2 separate regions of the Mus musculus genome follow, and region 2 is linked to region 1. The links are chromatin contacts, called in public HiChIP or PLAC-seq maps. All regions are on one chromosome and are shown on one strand. The core of a region is the stretch at or near the end of the contact, and the rest is flanking DNA. Distances in the headings are between cores, read along the strand shown.

Region 1 (6,190 bases), core at 2,352-4,851:
CAGAAGGGTGGGGCTGCTGGGACCCTGCATGGGGTCCAGGCTTAGATCCAGGGGAGTAGTGAAGACCTGGGCTAGCGAAGAAGACCAGTGGGTCAGATGTGTCACTCCGCGACATCAAGACCCCTTGGATTGGTCCTAGGCTTGACCACAGTGATCCCTTAACTTTGGGTAGGCAGTGGGTGATGGGGGGAATCACACAGGCTTGCCTTCCGATTCAGGCCTATTCCACGGACGTGTGTGTACCCATCTCCCGGCTGCCAGAGATCTTGGTAGAGACCAAGGAGGAGATTAAAGCTTCAAAACTCACAGGTTTTGTTCTACTTCACTGCCGTCTGGGAGGCGCTGGGGTTAGCCAAGGCCTGGGCAAGGAGACTAGAGGCGACACTTACTGTTCTCTGGGCCCCTAGGAGCCATCGTTGGGCATGTGGGTGATGGCAACTTTCACTGCATCCTCCTGGTCGACCCAGATGATGCAGAGGAGCAGAGGAGGGTCAAGGCCTTTGCAGAAAATCTGGGCAGGTGAGGACTGTACCGGGGAGGGTTGGGGGCTGGGGAGGGCGGAGGCTGAGGGAGGAGTGCTGGGGGTTCCTTCAATTGGCTTCCTAGGCGGGCCCTGGCACTCGGTGGGACATGCACTGGAGAACATGGCATCGGACTGGGCAAGCGACAGCTGCTCCAAGAGGAAGTGGGCCCCGTGGGCGTGGAGACCATGCGGCAGCTCAAAAACACACTGGATCCCCGTGGTCTCATGAACCCAGGCAAAGTGCTATGAGGAATGTGTAACCCTTGGCTGGCAATCTCCAGAACACAAAGCCCGCCCCTGTTCTGGTCTTTTCCTTCATGCCAACGATCGAGCACGAAATGGAAGGGCTGATGCTATCTATCTATCTATCTATCTATCTATCTATCTATCTATGCCTGCCAGGTAGCCTCTGTAGCTGGGGCTCAAGATGAAGGTGAGGGAGCTGGACTCTCTCACAGAAAGCTGCTACCCTTGTTCTTAGGAGCCTTTTACTCCGGTAGAAAACCCAGGGTGTTTCCCAGTGGGGTGTCTTCCTGGCTGGCAGAGGTGGTGTGGATCTACTCCAAGCTAAGATCAGATCCCAGATCCGTCTGTGGGGGCCTCTCCTCTGCTGGTGCCCTGCATCATGACTCACCCTGTATATATGATGACAGGAGCGTTCCTTTCCTTGCAGAGGGAGGGAGGACCGTTCCATCCGGCACTGTTGGGCCGGCTCTTTGGTCACGTGAGCCCCGTTTGCAGCTGCATCCTTTCCCCCTCTAGGTCTCTTGACCTTGGGCTAAAAAGCATTTGTTTTGGGCCCATCCCCAGACTAACTGTAGCCTGGGGAGGGGATGGAGTTCAAGTTTTGGAAGAAAGTCAGTCCCAGCCCCTCTGCTTTTGCATACCTGAGGCAGGAGACCTGCCAGTGGTGGAGGTCACCTGACAGCTTCCCCACCAGGAAACTGAAGCACCTTCTTCAAGCTGTTATGGTGGACAATAGAAATACAGATGAACTAACCTACTGTGTCCCATCCCTATCCATGGTATAAAGCTCTATCCACCAGCGCTTACTTTCAAAGTCAGGGTCTTGCCTACTTTGGGGCCTGGCAGTTTTGAGACTCCCTGGTCAGAGCCCTGGTCTGGAGGTACTTGCAGTTGTTCCCCAGAAGTCCACGAGAGGGCGCGCAACACCAGAAACCTAGCAGACACTTTTAGGGTGGCCAGTCTCTAGGCATTTTACCCTTGTGGGTCCCAGTCAACTGTAGTACCATCTTCTCTACTGCTAGGTACTTGGGTTGGAAAAAAAAAAGGAAGAAGCAGCCTCCTGCCCCCCACCCTGACACTTTCTTAGTCCAACTTCAGGTCTGTCTCATGATTCTTTGGCTTGCTCCCAAACTACTTCAGGATGAAGAAACCCAAACACCAGTCCCGAATTCACCATTGAGAAATATCGCCAGTGAACCCCCCTCACCCCCAGACAGTCTGTTCACCTCAAGTCCTCCCAAGTTGAGTTCCACTGGGCAGGGCTCCTACATACACCCTCCAATAATGGGAAACTCAATACACAGCCATTTCCCCACAATTTCTTTTATTAAAGAAAATCCCAAACATACAGAAAAAGTTGAAAGAACAAATACACTATATTCACTGAAATATCAGTCGTTGAAGATTCAACAATGGACATTTTTGCCTTATTTGCTTTGTATATTTTGGGGGAGGGGAGACCATATGGGATTAGATTATACATTTCTTGAAATCATTCAACTATATATTTCAGCCACTGTCTCCTAAGGAGGACATTCTCCTATGAGTTTCAATACTATTAAATGGCTTAGATGGGTGGTTTTCAAAAGGGGCTCCTGGAGCTCTCAGAAGGCTTTCTGGGCTCCTCAGAGCTAAGGGGAAGAACCCATCCCTTGGCTCTTCCGGATTTTCTTCCTTCTCAGAAAGGCAGAGTAGGAACGAACAACACAGGATTCTGGAGGGCTGTCTGGATAAAAGGTGACACACACAAGTGCCACCTTGGGAAGCCCAGACAAGCCCAGTCCCACCCACCCCTCACACCAGGCACTGGCAATCTGGGTCCAAATTCAGAGGACATGACAGCCAACAGAGGGCTTTGGTGTGCCAGGTGGGGGCGGAAGTCACTGGGGATGGGATGAGCACCAGCCTAGAGAGCCTAGAATAGCACCCGGTGTGGGGCTCAGCGCCGCCCCAACCAACTCAACCACGGGACTCAGCCACAGCACTGCCAGGGCAGCCGAGCTCACACAGCCAAGGTGGGCACACAAAGCCTGTCTCCAGGCCCGGGGGTCAGACAAGGAGATCTCTTTGCGGGCTGGGCCCTGGCCCGCCAGCTCTGCTGGTAGGATTATATATAGAACGGGGAGACACAGGTGCCAGGCAGAAGCTGGAGGTGCTGGGAATAGAACAGTGCCCTTTGCAGTGACATAGCTACAAGGAAGCCTGCTGCGCATGTGCCAGGCCTTTGGGGCAGATCCCCGACACAAACTGAACCGAGCCGCATGACCCTGTCCCCACTTCACATGCAAGGGATCGAGTTCACGGTTCCACCAAGAAGTAAAGTGCCCCAGTACAGACAAGAGCCCAGTTTCTGGCCATTGACAGTGCTTACAGTTCAGGTCCTGAGGCGTCTGACACTCAGGCTCTAAATAAAGCACTCTTAGTTCTCTGAACTTGCCTCCCTGCCTTGGTGCCCACATGCCCACTGGCCTCCAACACATGTCCTTGCACAGAGCAATTGCTTCAGGACGCATCTGAGGGCAAGGGTGGTAGCATAGTCCAAACTTGTGGGCCTGCTGGGACTGGGCCCTGACACAGCAGTACAAGGGGCAGGTCTGGAAATGGTCATGGTAGAGAGGTGGTGCCATCTCCCTCCAGAGCTTCCCTTAGCTGGCTCTGCAGGAGGCCCTGAAATGCAGCTCCTGGAGCCTGGCTAGAAGACAGGCAGGTATGCACTGCTGCTCTGCCCCGAGGTTTCCTGCCCAGCCTGCAATTTGCTAACTTGTATGAGGCTGAGTGGCTGGTTCTGGTTCAAGGACTGTGAGCTGGAAGAAGCCCAGAGCAGGGCCTTTTCCGGGGCCTCAGAGAAGCATGCCCATGAGTCAGCACTTGGCTCTGCACGGAGCAACAGGCAAGCAGAGGGTAGGGAGGGGGGCAGAGGCTCTGAAAAGCAAACGGACTGGGCTGGCATCTCCAGGTGCCTGTATCCTCTGGTGGCTGTAAGAGCTTTGCCCCTGAATATCATTCCAGTAGCATCCTATCACAACCAGAGATGACAGAAGACTGACAATCACTCCATGATGCTTAAGAATTTATAAACTTCAAAGACACAGCCGAGCCACTATGTAGAGCCTCTGCCCAGGAGTGGCTAAGCCATTACAGGTGCTGAGGGAGGGGGTGTGGGCTGAGAGGTGGACAGAGGGAACTGGCATTTGCCTTCCACCTTGATTGTGTAACAACACTTCATTAAAATAAATCACACGGTGCATCTTTTGTTACACACTATTTTAATACCATATCAAAACACCTTGACTGATAAGCTTTTCTCCTAAGCTTTGAACAGTTTTAAAACATTTTTGTAATTTTTTTTTTTTGGATTTTAATATATAAATACAGAAACCTATCCTGCATGGGCTGATGTCATGTGTGAATGGCTAAAATATTTCCGTGCGCCTGAAAATGGGGGTTGCAGCACACAGTCCTTTAGCTAAGTCTAAATTTCCTCAGGGGGAAAAAAAAATCACAGGGGCCTTGGAAAAATGTCCAGGCATTTTTTTTTTCAGTGTATTTGTGATTATTAAATCCTCTGATGGGATCAGATCCAGGAGGAAAGGCAGGGGAGACTCGGGGCTGGGGGAGGGCAAGTGTCCACGATGGGCTCTTCATCTTCCTCTTTTTTGGCAAGGAAATCAAGGAAATTTAAGGGGAGAAAAGTGCAAAACCAAGCCAGAAAAATGGGACAGAAGAACAAGAAAACAAAAAAAAAACGAATCCCCAAAGGTAGAAAGGTTAGTGATGCAGAGAGCCAACTGGGGCGCTGGGCAGAGGGACTAACGTGTGCCCGCCTGCCCACCTGCCATCAGAGCGCTAGGGTCAGGACATGGCTATGCTTGCTTCTGTCATGAGTGGTTTTTAGCTGGGCAGCAAACAGCAGGCTGTAAACATCACAAGGGAAAACACCAGTCGACACAAGACTTTTTTATAGAATTTTTTGTTGTTTGTAAACACTTTTTAAAGACAGACCCACAACGCCTTTCAAAGGTGAAAAAGAAAATGCCCTTTCCCTCCTGGGTCGAGGGTGAGGGGAAGGATAGAGGTCAATTCATTCTTCTCTCATCCACTGGGTGTCCTCAGGGAGGACCATTTTCTGGAAGTCAGTGCAGAAGGGTGCCCTGTTCTCTCTGGTGTCCCAAGCTCAGCTCTGTCCAGTGTCCGAGGAGCCTCCTCCCAGGAACAGGGGCTGGCTGTCCCTGTGTGGGTCGGAAGAAGTCAGTCCCGCTTCATCTTGCTGAGAGTTGCCGCTCCATCGCACGGTGGCAGCAGCTTGTGTCCCCCTGAGACCAGGCTGGTTGGCTGGGGCATCTGGTTCAGTCCAGGCAGGCCCATTGGAAGCCAAACATCATGCCGGCGGCGGCATTCTGGACCTGCACTCTGGAGCTGGGATCCAGTCCCTCTGCCTCACTCTCCCTCGCTTGGCATCAGGTTTTGAGGTGAGGGTAGAAAGAGCCAATGTCCCTGATTTGCCTGACACCAGCAGCTGTTCTGGGCATTTACTTGGAATAAATAAAATAAACCTAACAAAAGAAAAAACAACAAAGAAGAGAGAGAAGAAAAGGGATCCCCAAGCCTTTGGATGTGGGATCAAGTGGGAAGGGGCTGATGGTTTTCAGTTGGATGGGACAAAAACAAACTAAACAAAACAAAAGAGAGAGAACACCCAACACAGTCCTCAAAGGCACAGGCAGGGTGGGGGCGGGATAGGGGCAGTTAAACAAGGTACCCTGGGGAAGAAATGAAGGTCAGATCCAATGGTTACACAGCACCAGAAGTGCGTGTGTGGGAGGGAGTAGCCTGCTGCTGTGACACTGTGCCTGGGACACAAGGACTGAGTGTGGCCTGGACCTCTCAGGCCGGTGGAAGAACCAGGAGTGGAAAGACCTCAGGCCATGTCTTTGCAGTGGACAATGTCTGTTCCACAGGCCACTACTTAGTGATTCTTCCCTTTCAGAACCGAGTCTCTGAGAGGTGAGGGAGGTGAGGCTGCTGTAGAGCCTGGCTGGGGGCGCCTCTGCTCCAGCCCATGCACCCTGCAGGGGACCTTCTGCCTCTCCTGAGGGGAAGGAGCCTGGTTCTATCTTTGCATGGAGTTCTCATGACTAGGTTACTATCGCTCTTTCATGCTCCCCCAACTCCCAGGAACATCCCCCTACTTCCTGGGGACTGCTCTCTGAGGAGATGGCTTCTGTCTTTCTGCTTCTGCTTTCTCCTTGGTGGGGTGTGTATCAGGCAGGCCAGCTCCTCTCCCCCAGCTCCCAGAAACTTGACTCTTAGCCCAGAGTCTCCCGCCAAGTATGGGCTCACCTTTGAGAGGAGTCGGCAAGCAGGCCCAGCAGGGTCAGTCAGCAGGGTGCTCTGGACAAGATCTGTTCACTTCAAACCATG
Region 2 (6,190 bases), core at 1,587-4,086, 150 kb before region 1:
GTGTTCAAGCAGATAGAGGTCTGTTAGAGATGAGGGAGTGTTGGTAAAATACAGCGAAAGAGAAAAGAAGATTTAAAACTAAAAGATTTAAAAGACCTACACAGGGCTGGAAAGATGCTTCATAGTTATAGCACTGGCTGGTCTTCTAGAAAACCAGTTAAATTCCCAGGTCCTGCATGGCAGCTTTCAACAGTCTGTAACTTTAGTCTCGGGGGATCTGATGCCCTTTCTGGCCACCTGTGGCACCAGGCACACATGGTGCACAGATAATGGTATGCCCAATTTGCTAGACCCCCAAGAAGACCACCAAGGACTTGGGATTCAATGCAGACACACAAGAGAATTAATTTGTGAGCTCACGCAAGCTTGGACTGCGATCATCCCTGAAACAGCAGGGTAGGAGAGCAGTGGAGAGGTTCGGGCTCAGGGCATCGGGGTTCATAAAGGAAAAAACCTTGGCTTTATGTGATTGGGAAAGTAGGAGAGGGGAGTGAGCCAAACCTCAAGGGGTGTTTCTAAATTAAAAAAAAAAAAAAGAATTACAGAATCAGGTATTGATTTTCTGGCTGATTGATCAGCTACAAGTGCCCCCGGTATAGTGGATTCAATTGGGAACATACATCTTGCGGTTGTTCTTTAAACTGGGACATCCAGGGACCTGAGGGGCTGGAGAACTGGAGGGCCATGATAACCACCAGTTTCCTCTTTCATTCTTCTTTGAACTGGGACTTCCCTGTACCTGGAACTGGAGGGCCATGACAACTGCCAATTTCCTCTTTCAGTATACTTTTTTTTTATTTATTTATTTTTCGAGACAGGGTTTCTCTGTGTAGCCCTGGCTGTCCTGGAACTCACTCTATAGACCAGGCTGGCCTCGAACTCAGAAATCCACCTGCCTCTGCCTCCCAAGTGCTGGGATTAAAGGCGTGTGCCACCATGCCCGGCTCAGTATACTTTTTAAAGATTTATTATATATGTATGTATGTATATATGTATACTGTAGCTGTACAGATGGTTGTGAGCCATCATGTAGTTGCTGGGAATTGAATTCAGGACCTCTGCTCACTCCAACCCTGCTTTCTCCAGCCCAAAGCTTTATTTATTATTATATGTAAGTACACTGTAGCTATCTTCAGATACACGGGAAGAGGGCATCAGATCTCAACCATGTGGTTGCTAGGATTTGAACTCAGAACCTTTGGAAGAGCAGTCAGTGCTCTTAACCACTGATCCATCTCTCCAGCCCCTTTAATATACATTTAAGCAAAACACATAAAATAGTAATAAAAAATTAAAGTTCTCTACTTAGTGAGGTTGTTTCAGAAACTGAGACGGGGTATAGCTCATTTGGTAGAGACTGGCCTGTTTGGCATGAAGCACTTTGGACGTGGAGCAGAAGGATCAGAAGGTCAAGGCCCAGCCTTGATTACTTAGGGAATTCTAGGCTAACCTTGGACCAGCGAGAAAAATAGCGCATAATAGGATGGGTTTAGGGTTTTCGTTTTATTTTTAATTATGTCTATGTGTGCCCTATGGATGTGTACACATGTTTCAGATCCTCTGGAACTGGAATTACAGGCAGTTGTAAGCCACCCAGCGTAGGTAGAAACAGAATTTGGGTCCTCAACAATAGCAATACTGGCTGAGCCATCACTCTAGCACGTAGGATGGTAGATTTAAGACTACATTTATTAGATTATTCACATTTTTATTTAATGTAAATAAACTAAATATTCCAATTAAAAGTCAGAAATTAACGGATTAAATTTTTTTAAATCAAACCGTAATTTGCTGTTTTAAAAAGATTGATGTGAAATGTGGAATGAAGAAATGTTGAACATAAAAAGGTTAGAAAAAAGATGAACTATGCAAGTACTAACCAAAAGAAAACTGATACCCTGACATTCATGTTAGACAAAGTAGATTTTAAACAAGAGTATTACCAGTTATTAAAGAGGCAGTCTCTTCATGTGTTAAACATCTGAGAGGTAGATGGTTAAACTGGAAAGCACCACTTACTGTGATCAGCTCAGCATTCTTAAAGTTAGTCACATCTATAATAATGGTAATGTTCATAATTCAGTTCACTTTTAATTTTATTCCCTGGAGAACTGCAGGTATGTACCAACAATATGAACACCATCCAAAACAAGGAACAACCCAAAGGTCTGTCAGTAGTGTTACAGTTAAATCAAATATCATCTGTCTACACCATGGGCTACTGCCTAGCAATGGGAATGGACGTAGATAAATCCCAGAAACATCAACACATAGAGTAGGAAGCAGGCTGTGACTCTACTTAAATGAAGGTCAAAGCAGGCAAAACCAGTAGATGAGTGTTGAAAAAAGCAGATCACAGAAGAGTGCACAGAAGAGACGTCTATTTATGTTGGAATCAAAAATAGCAACAGCAACAACTAGAGGTTAATGGAGGTACCAAAAAAAGGATGTAAGTAGGACCAGAGCTGCTTCTGTGGTTTAAAGTGCCTGCTGCTCTTCCCGAAGACCGAAGACCGGAGTGTAATTCCTAGCACACACACTGGGCTGCTTATAGCTGCCCACGAGGTCACGCCCAGTCCAACAAGTCTACACCTAATAGTGCCACTCCCTGTGGCCCACCATTCAAACACAGTGAGTCTGTGGGGATCACAGCTATTCAAACCACCACCCCTGTTCCCACCCCACCCCAGTGTAATACACCTTTAATCCTAGCCCTCTCATTCAGATCCTGCCTCTGGGTGCCTGCCTTGAGTTCCTGCCTTGGCTTACTCTGTAATGGACTCCTACTTGTAAAACAAACAAACCTGCTGCTGTGGTTTATCTGCTGGCTGTGGTCAGTGTTGCCTCAGCAACAAAGAACTAATGAGAGGCCCTGGCCCCAGTTTAGTCAACTGTACAGAGGGAGCCTTTCCCTGTGCCTCTTGGGGTATTAGGGGAGTAGAACAAATGGACAAAATGCCTGCCTCCTCCCAGGCCTCTGCTTATAATTCTTTTCTCCCACTTAACTGATCATCCCCAGACTCAGACCCTACTGGAAAACTGGATGCGTTATTCATTTCTGTCTATCCAGCTCTTTGGGAACATTTTCCACAGTGGTGTGCAGGATTGCTTGGAGGTATCCCCAAGTCTCTCAGGTGCCTTTTCACTTCCTGTTCTCTTCTTCCTCCCCAAGCAAACACTGGTTCTGAGACTTACCCACCATTTTCTGCCAGTGACTCAAAAGAAAAGGGCCTTTCCTGCTGATCTCTGTCAGCTTCTCCAGCTGCTTGCTGCAATCCAGCCTTAGAGCCCCTCCCTCTGTAGTGTACCTCCCCTAAGAAAGCTAATCTGGAATAGCTCCACCCCTTAGTCATATCACCACTGTTAGGTTTTATTACTGTGCAGTAAGCCCCCAGAGAAGATACACACCACTGCAGTGTCTAAATGCCCGATGCGCTAGCTAGCAGATGCCCGGCTTTGTCCTGCAGCCTGGCAGTATCAGAAAAGTCCAGCGTAACAGATGAGAATAGGGTTTGTATAGCATTTTTAGTCAGCAGGATGAAGTGCTATCCCAGAGACAGGTTGTTAGCTGAGTTTGTTCAAGTGTTGAGCATGGCTTTCTCCAGCTCTGCTAACTAACCACACAGGTAGCTTTCCAAATAATGCCAAGGCAGAGGCCCCGCATGGAAGAGAGAGAATCAATATATAAAATGCACAGTGATGAGAAACACTGGCTCGGTCTTGGCTGCTGCTCTCTGTCCAGTTAAGCCGAAGGTTACAGAGCTCAGTGATTTGGAAATCAAGTATTTGATCATTTGGACAATGCGAAGGAGGGACTGCTAAATTTTATTCTCTGAAGAATCTATCAGGAGTCTGTCTCCCAGGATCATCGAAGCCTTGCAGTGATATGAGATATGTTGGCTTCAGGGCCAAGCCCAGGCCTGGCAGTTTGCATCTTTCAGTTGCATTCCCAGAGTGGAGAAATCCTGCCTTGTCGGGGCTACCCCAGGATGTGCTGAGTCTTAGCACTTCTGTTACCCACCAAGAGCTGAGGTTGATGGATACTGAGCCGTTTGTGTGGCACCAAATACACGCAGGCGCCAGCACTATAGCACAAGTAACAGTGCCAGCCGTGACACTGGCCAGGCGTGGGTCTCTGACAATAGGTGCTGACATCTTCCCTGATAGTACTCCCTGCTCTTCCTACCCAGTGTCCTGAATCTCGGGGAAGACTGGAAAGAGGGCAGAGCCTCCTGTGTATAACCTGACTCTGAAAAGGAAAACTAGAATACCACCTAGGGTTTTGATGCTATTAGCATATTTTGTTAATGATAATAAAGATTGCTTGCTTTGCCAGGTGTGGTAGCCCATACCTTTAATCCCAGCACTGGGGAGGCAGAGGTAGGCTAATCTTTATGAGTTTGGGACCAACCTAGTCTATATAGGGAGTTCTTAGACAGCCAGAGCTATACAGAGAAAGCTTTTTTTTTTCTTTTGAGAAAAGCCTTTCTTGACTGACAGATGGACAGGGATTAGAGAGATGGTTCAATGGTTAAGAGCACTGGCTGTCCTTAGTTCAATTCCCAGCACCCACATGGTGGCTCACACCCAATGGGATCTGATGCCCTCATCTGTCATGCAGGCATACCTTCAAATAGAGTACTCATATGCATAAACAAGGAAATCTTTTGTTTGGGGGGGGGGGTTGTTTTTGTTTTTGTTTGCTGCTGCTGTTGCTGTTGTTTGTTTGTTGGTTTGGTTTGGTTTTTCAAGACAGGGTTTCTCTGTATAGCCCTGGCTGTCCTGGAACTCACTTTGTAGACCAGGCTGGCCTCAAACTCAGAAATCCACCTGCCTCTGCCTCCCGAGTGCTGGGATTAAAGGCATGTGCCACCACGCCCAGCTAAGTAAATCTTTAAATTGATTAATAAATCAATAAAATAAGAAATCTGCTGCTACTTAAATGGGCCATAAAAGCATAACAGTAGAGGACGCCCACCCCTTCAGCCCTAGGTTTCCTTGTAGGTCAGTCTGATTGAGGGTTGGGCACGGGCCAGAAAGACAGCAAGAACCATAATTCCCATCATGCTTGTCAGCCAGCGGGGCTGTTCTGGAACTGCGGCCTAATTAAAGTTCCTGGAAACTCCCGTGGCCCAGTTGAAGTAGGTGAACCCTCAGGTGGCCTTCAGGCAGCCTTGGGAGCATTTCCAGGCTTGGTCTCTATTCCAAATCTCCTGTCTGAGGCCTTGCAGGAAGTGGGTGTGATTACATTGATGAGAAGCAAGAACCCGAACCCAAAGCCGCTCATGTGGCTGTCGCTCCCGTGGCTGTCTTCTAAGGCACTTCTCAGTTTCATTGCATCCACGGAAGAGCATTTACATTTTTATTTCTGCTTTATAGAAAAGAAAGAAAAACCACAATAAGTTCAAAAATTAACACCTCTCCCAAAGCACCGAGAGTAGATATCAAAGTCAGCCTCGCCCTCAGCGCCTTGTCGGCTTCTGTGCTTCAGCAAGTCCATGGCCAACGAAAGGTTTGTCTCTGGTTCACCTCTTGGATATAGAGCAAGCTGTCACAGGATCCTCTTAGCAGCTGCCAGTGGCTGTCTTGATCTTCAGTGGACTTCCTGAGAACTGAGTTGCATCTGTGATTGTAACTTGTTGCTGCCGCCCCCTTAGCATCTATTCTGGACTTTGCTCTTGGTAGACTCCAGGTCCTGTGGACACACACAAGCCCTTATCCATACATGGTAAACATCTCAATGTAAGGATCTCTTCTTCTCTGACCTGGTCTCCTAGCAGATAGCCTGAGAGCTCTGTCCTCAAACACCCACGTGTGATACTTACACAGCACTGCCAGTCCTGTGGGTCCAGATCCAGGGTAGGGAGTCAGTGCAGACCTCAGTTCATTTTCTAAGCAGCCATGCCTGACGGCCTCAGGCTGCCACATTGTGTTGTTTGTGTGTCCACACCTCCTCACCCAGGTCCCCATTCTGTGCCTTTATCTGAAGGAGCATATACAGTATCTGCCCCCACTCTCTGCGAGGGAATCTGAATTTCAGATCTAACTGGGTCTCCTTTATTTTCACTGACTAAATATAACAACTTTGACCCAAGAGACTTGTGTCAAACCTAAGCACAGCATTATTGTGTGTTCCTGCTATTCTGGCCTTGTTGACAGTTTTGACACCACAGCCTAATTCCTGATCCAG

Evidence for each region. HiChIP or PLAC-seq counts read pairs in DNA pulled down with a chosen protein or histone mark.
Region 2: a contact with region 1 is called in a FOXA1 HiChIP or PLAC-seq map of pancreatic cancer cells. The contact joins two enhancer-like sites. A contact is called at or near these places in 1 of 484 Hi-C or Micro-C datasets (liver), 2 of 115 datasets of contacts at active chromatin or transcription factors (double positive thymocytes and pancreatic cancer cells) and 2 of 9 other capture datasets (liver and pancreatic islet).

The regions. Positions count from the first base shown.
Region 1 is chr8:111,621,607-111,627,796 of GRCm38.p6, reverse strand. Znrf1 (zinc and ring finger 1) reads right to left here. Exons shown (of 4, transcript NM_133206.4): 4 at 2,077-6,190. The coding sequence ends at 6,144. It overlaps Ldhd (lactate dehydrogenase D), which reads left to right. Exons shown (of 11, transcript NM_027570.4): 9 at 219-309; 10 at 408-519; 11 at 607-2,186. The coding sequence ends at 772. Among named protein-coding and RNA genes, the nearest start is that of Ldhd, 5.6 kb to the left of the region's middle. Within about 2 kb of position 3,601, at least 153 of the 459 cell types and tissues checked have an H3K27ac peak or open chromatin away from gene starts, as enhancers often do. A contact at or near this core is called in pancreatic cancer cells, where this site is marked.
Region 2 is chr8:111,771,202-111,777,391 of GRCm38.p6, reverse strand. All of the region lies in intron 6 of Cfdp1 (craniofacial development protein 1), which reads left to right. Among named protein-coding and RNA genes, the nearest start is that of Gm39252, 20 kb to the right of the region's middle. Within about 2 kb of position 2,836, at least 9 of the 459 cell types and tissues checked have an H3K27ac peak or open chromatin away from gene starts, as enhancers often do. A contact at or near this core is called in pancreatic cancer cells, where this site is marked.